Regions from separate parts of the Sus scrofa genome. Here region 2 is linked to region 1. Evidence: chromatin contacts called from public Hi-C data. All regions are on one chromosome and are shown on one strand. Each heading gives the region's core, a stretch centred on a gene start, on an enhancer-like site or on the middle of the called end of the contact. The rest is flanking DNA. Distances are from core to core; before and after follow the strand shown. Region 1 overlaps MARCH3 (membrane associated ring-CH-type finger 3). Region 2 has its middle 54 kb from the start of MEGF10.

Region 1 (2,700 bases), core at 54-2,553:
ATACTGCTGATCCGAACACACTTCCCCTTCCTGTCCTTTCTTGCCCTCTCTGCAGCCAGCAGTTGGGCGGGCGTTCATCTTTAAAAGATCAGAAACACAGAGAAGTTCCCTTTGCAGCGCAGTGGTTAACAAATCCAACTAGGAACCATGAGGTTGCAGGTTCGGTCCCTGCCCTTGCTCAGTGGGTTAACGATCCGGCGTTGCCATGAGCTGTGGTGTAGGTTGCAGACGCGGCTCGGATCCCGCGTTGCTGTGGCTCTGGCGTAGGCCGGTGGCTACAGCTCCGATTGGACCCCTAGCCTGGGAACCTCCATATGCCACAAGAAGCGGCCCAAGAAATGGCAAAAAAAAAAAAAAAAAAAAAAAAAAAAATCAGGAACACAGAACCTCTACATAAAGGAGTTCCTCCCTCTCCCTGCAAAAGGGTGAGTTTCTACTCAAAAGAGCCAAATCAATCAGCTGGTTTTTATTAGCATCTCCAAACCAGGCATCACCTCTCATTGCCAATGTTATACCCTAAATCTTTTCGTAGGGCTAAGTAAGCCAGAATAACAAGAGCTAATTTCAACCCAAGAGAGCGCCATTGCGATCATCTGGTTTATGCAGTTGTGGGTGAATTTCCCCCATTGTCCAGCTAATATGAATCCCCTAAGATCTGTGCCTACCTGGGTAAGGCTTAAAAGGAAAGCGTTGAAACTGTCCACAGCAAATGGAAGCGCAGATGTCACCCACATACATTTCATACCCGCACAGCTAGCCTTTCTCTCGTGAGGGCTGCATCCTTTTTGCTGATGATGGGAAAACGTTCTCAGGGGCAATTTGTCAGACGAATTCGCCCCCAAGAACATTGACCTGGTGGAACGCAGGAAATAGACATCCACTAACCAAAAAAGGAATCATTGAATGACCAGCCTGGGTGGTTTTATGGTCTCCTTCTTGCTCACTTTCACATTTCCTCATTTCTCTCGTAAGTTGAACTGGAATACCATTCTTTTATAAGGGTGAAATCCAGCACACTAGGAAAAATATCACAGTTTCCCAAAATGTGTGCCTTGACTTCAGCCCGTGGCCGTGATTGCATATCTGATTGAGCGCTTTGCCAAGGAAGCTCAGCTTACGATGTGCAAATAGCATGCTTGTAACATCAGTTTCCAGGGGTGGGAGTATCTGCCAGTGGGCTTTCCTAAGACGTGTATCAGTAACACCCACCCTTGCCCGGGAAACTCATGAAGTAATAGACGAGCACAACAATGTCGTGATTAAAATGAACAGCCAGGAAATGGTGGAAACCTTCAGGAAAGGCTTCCTAGGATCGGATCTTCCTCCAATCAGGGCGACACGGGGGTTTTTCACAGACGGGGTGATGAGGTTTCCGTATTCCTATTTCCTTTACACAGACCCAAGCTGTTTGATAAGAACTGTAAAAACAATTTAAAAGCTGTTCCCCGTGAGTCAGAGGTTGATCTAAATTGAAACTGAGAATGTTTTCATGCATACCAGCTCCTCAAACTAATGCCATGGAAAGCGAGGGAGACGAGGATTACATCTTTTGTTTTTCCCCAAAGCTTTTTATTTATGGTTTTTTTTAAGTCACTGGAGGAAAATGGTTTTAAGTATGCCCTGGATGTAGAATCATCTCTGGCTACACAACAGCGAGCAGAGTTGAACTGCTATGAAGAAATGACCTCGTACCTTGACGCTTTGCTATTTAATAGATTTAGGATCTCACTGAAACCCTCCTAGTAGGTTTCTGTCAGACTTAGGTGGGGACGTTGCTCAATTCGCTGTAATGGGTTTGGTTTGCTTTTGCTTTTTTTTTTTGTCTTTTTAGGGCCACACCCACGACATATAGGAGGTTCCAGACTAGGGGTCCAATTGGAGCCGTAGCTGCTGGTCCACACCACAGCCACAGCAACGCAGGATCCGAGCCACATCTGTGACCTACACCGCTGCTCATAGCAACACCAGATCCTTAACCCATTGAGCAAGGCCAGGGATTGAACCTGCATCCTCATGGATGCTAGTCGGATTAGTTAACCACTGAGTCACGACAGGAACTCATAGTTTTGATTTTTAATGAATTCTGTTAAGTAAAAAAGGCGAGCTTTTGGTTTCAGAGTATTCCTTTTCATCAGCATTGGAGTAGTTAGGAAATGACACCATAGGGGATACAAACTGATTTGAGAAGCTTCCTAGGCACAAGGACCACCTACCTCCTCGAAGGAAGGTGGGCAAGCTGCCCTCTTCATTCCAACCCGTGAGCGCAACCCAGGGAGCAGGATGGCTGGGTCATAATCACAGCACAGGATAGGTGATCTCGAAGCCTCTGTTCATTAAAGGAACAGATGAGTGGAGAGCCTCCCCTTGCCTAGTTGCAAACCATATATCGTATTTGGGGCTGGTGATAGCAAATCAAAGAAAATGACCCTTTGCCCTTCCAGACAGCCACTGCTGGACAAGGGCTTCGATAATACAAATTAGCACCACTACTTTGAGCCACACAACACATGCGATGATGCTGACCAGTCCTGGCTCCCATTCAGTCATCAGTCCTCAATCAGGGTCTCAGCAATGGCAGGTGGCAGGAGCCTTGTACCACTCGTAACCAGTGAGGAGAAAACGCGTGCTTCAGGCCTTTGCAGGGGAGACCAGTCCAGAGTTAGAGAAGGGCAGTTGGGAGTGGGGAAGATTCGGGCCCAG
Region 2 (2,700 bases), core at 179-2,678, 260 kb before region 1:
GCCCTAAAAAGATGGAAAAAAAAAAAAGTAAGAAAGAAAGAAATACTAATGAGGAGACTACTGATTAAATTTCGGAGAGAAGAAGGGAAGAATTCAATACTTTAGAGTTGGAACCTGCAGGACTTAAAGATGGATCCCATGTGTGATGTGGCGGGGGTGGGAGGAGGTCACCAAGACGGCTGCTGGACTTCTGGCTAAAAGCCTTTAGTAGACGGTAATACCCTTTACTGAGACGGGAAGGCATGCCAAGCCTGTCCTGCCCAACCCTAGGCAATTTGCTCTCTTCAACTTTGAAATGAAGGTATTGAAAGAGGTAGAGCAGACGACCTCAGACACTTCTTCAGCACTAAAATAGTATAGCAGTATTTTATCATTAGGATGTAATATGTTTTTCTTGATTCCCCTTAGGAGAATAACACAAGCTTTGGAACAGAGGCTGGGAGCTTCATAAAGCTCCCACAACGCTCCATAAAGTCATATGACTTTGGCAAAGAAATGCTCTGTGCCTCATTCTCCTCATCTGCAAAATAGCAACGTAACACTGCCCTGCTCACTGGACTGCTGGGAGGAATAACTAATACAATTACGTAAGATCCCTAGAATATAATAATGCTTAGTTAATTACACGTCCTCCTTTCCTCACAGACTCAACACTTGTTCCTTCCCTCCTTTCATCCACTTCACTCTGTAAATGTCCTGACTCACTGATTTCCCTCTTTTCTGAAGATAAACAAATTCCAACATCAGGGATTCCCAGAGCAGAACTTCACTTTGACCTTTCCCCTTGACCTCTCTGGCTTCCCATCTGGAAGTGGAGCATGGAAGGGGGAGGGCACTGCAGCCAGCTCCAAGCCTGTGGACTCCAAGTTATCAACACTAGGGTTTCAACATGCCAGTTTAACTTTGGCTTATTTGTCTGTCCCTGCCTTTTAGCTCTGACCAACTCCCTGATGAATGGGACTTTAAGAACTGGGTGAGAAAAAAATGTGATGGGAGGCTTTAGGCGGCTGGTGAGAGAGCATTCGTAGCCTGAAACCCCACCAATATGCCTTTTTGCTTCTGCTGACTGTATGACCCCTGGGGAATGAGATGAGCACACTACTAGAAGGGCTATGATGGTCTTATCTGCTGCCCACATCATGTTCTACATTACCAAAAACTAAAATTGTAACCATCATCAAAATTCACGGATGAACAATCCCCTTCATTTTTTAATTTAAATCTCTATTTTTCCCTTATCTCATTTGCCCATTTTTCCTTTTAGGAAGAAACATATAAAATCGAGTTCCCCAAGTGTCACGCAATAAATAAATAAGTAATTGATTTTAAAAAGTCGTTTTTCTAGGGTTTCTGCGGACAAAACAGAAACCAGGGTTCTGTCTGCAGTTTCTGCTGTGGCAGCTAGAGGGCAGTGCCACCCTCTCTCCCCTCCCACAGTCCAGTGCATTTCCTCCCATCCCCCTTCCAGCCTTCCAGCTAAAGGCAGGGGAAAAAGACACAATGGAGGGAAATACGCACACAGGCTGCAGGAACCGAGAGGGAAGTGACTTAAAAAGAAACAAGCAACACGAAGTTCACAGATCGCGAATATCTTGGAATTGCTTCCTCCTCGCTCACACAGCATTAGCTGCTTTCAAATCCACTAACACACCCTTCACCTTTCCTCAGCCTCTTTCTACATCCTCTCCCTACACCCAATTCTTCAAATTCTTCAAATGTGAGCTCATCTCAGCCTCACCCTGAAGTCAGTACGTTCACACACAGACTCACTCAGCACCTCCCTGAATGTGCCAGCCGGCCTCCAACTCTTTCTTCCTTTCCAGCTCAGTGCTGGCCCCGAGGGCCTATGACCCTGGCTGGGAGAGGTGACTGTACTCTTATGAGGTCCTGGTGTGTGACAATAAGCAGACCATGTGGCAGAGCCTAATTCCAGAAAGACTGGCTGCTGGAGGGCCGCCCAGCCCCACCAGCAGGGAGGGCGTAACAGGTGAGTGACCAAGTGGCTGCTGGCAGACAGTGTGGCAGCTGAATGCATGACCGTGTGAGCGCCCAAGGTGCCAGCACAGGTCACATTAGAAACAGGAGCAGCTGGTTTTTGCGGGCAGGGCCGGGCACAGAACTAGAGCAAGGGTGAGGGAAGCCACAACACCATCCTACACTCACAGAGAGGCTTTCAGCTTTCCAAAACTCAGGCACAAACACCCTGGTATATGTGACTTCATGTAAGGAGGGCATATACTACAATCCCTTCTTTATAGGTGAGAACAAAGCCCAAATGAAGGTTAAGCTGCCGGTTCCAATCAGACAGACATGCATAACACAGTTTGGCCAGAATCCACTGCTGGGGTGAGAGCTTTACCCAAAACGTCATTGACCTGTATAAAATCACATATCAGGAGCAAACTTATCAGGTGGGACAGCATCCCTGACGGGAGCAAGGGGAAGGTCCCGTTTCTCACCATGTCAAATACATTAGACCCCGACCAAGGTCCTTTAGCATATCCAGGTACTCCCTGAGAGGGATAAGGGAAGTGACCACAGCTAAGGCCCAGGAGAAAGAAAAGCTGGGAGTTCCCGTCGTGGCACTGCGGAAATGAATCCGACTAGGAACCATGAGGTTGCAGGTTCGATCCCTGGCCTCATTCAATGGATTAATGATCTGGCATTGCTGTGAGCTGTGGTGTAGGTCACAGACGCAGC

Evidence for each region. A called contact is a pair of places that touch in the nucleus more often than the background predicts.
Region 2: a Hi-C map of liver shows a contact between it and region 1, with 6 times the contacts expected there. The contact joins two enhancer-like sites. A contact is called at or near these places in 1 of 47 Hi-C or Micro-C datasets (liver) and 1 of 2 datasets of contacts at active chromatin or transcription factors (skeletal muscle).

Annotation. Positions count from the first base shown.
Region 1 is chr2:129,908,589-129,911,288 of Sscrofa11.1, reverse strand. The region is part of intron 3 of MARCH3 (membrane associated ring-CH-type finger 3); the gene reads left to right. Among named protein-coding and RNA genes, the nearest start is that of LMNB1, 100 kb to the right of the region's middle. Within about 2 kb of position 1,303, at least 4 of the 83 cell types and tissues checked have an H3K27ac peak or open chromatin away from gene starts, as enhancers often do. A contact at or near this core is called in liver, where this site is marked.
Region 2 is chr2:130,170,484-130,173,183 of Sscrofa11.1, reverse strand. No RefSeq gene overlaps it. Among named protein-coding and RNA genes, the nearest start is that of MEGF10, 54 kb to the left of the region's middle. Within about 2 kb of position 1,428, at least 57 of the 83 cell types and tissues checked have an H3K27ac peak or open chromatin away from gene starts, as enhancers often do. A contact at or near this core is called in liver, where this site is marked.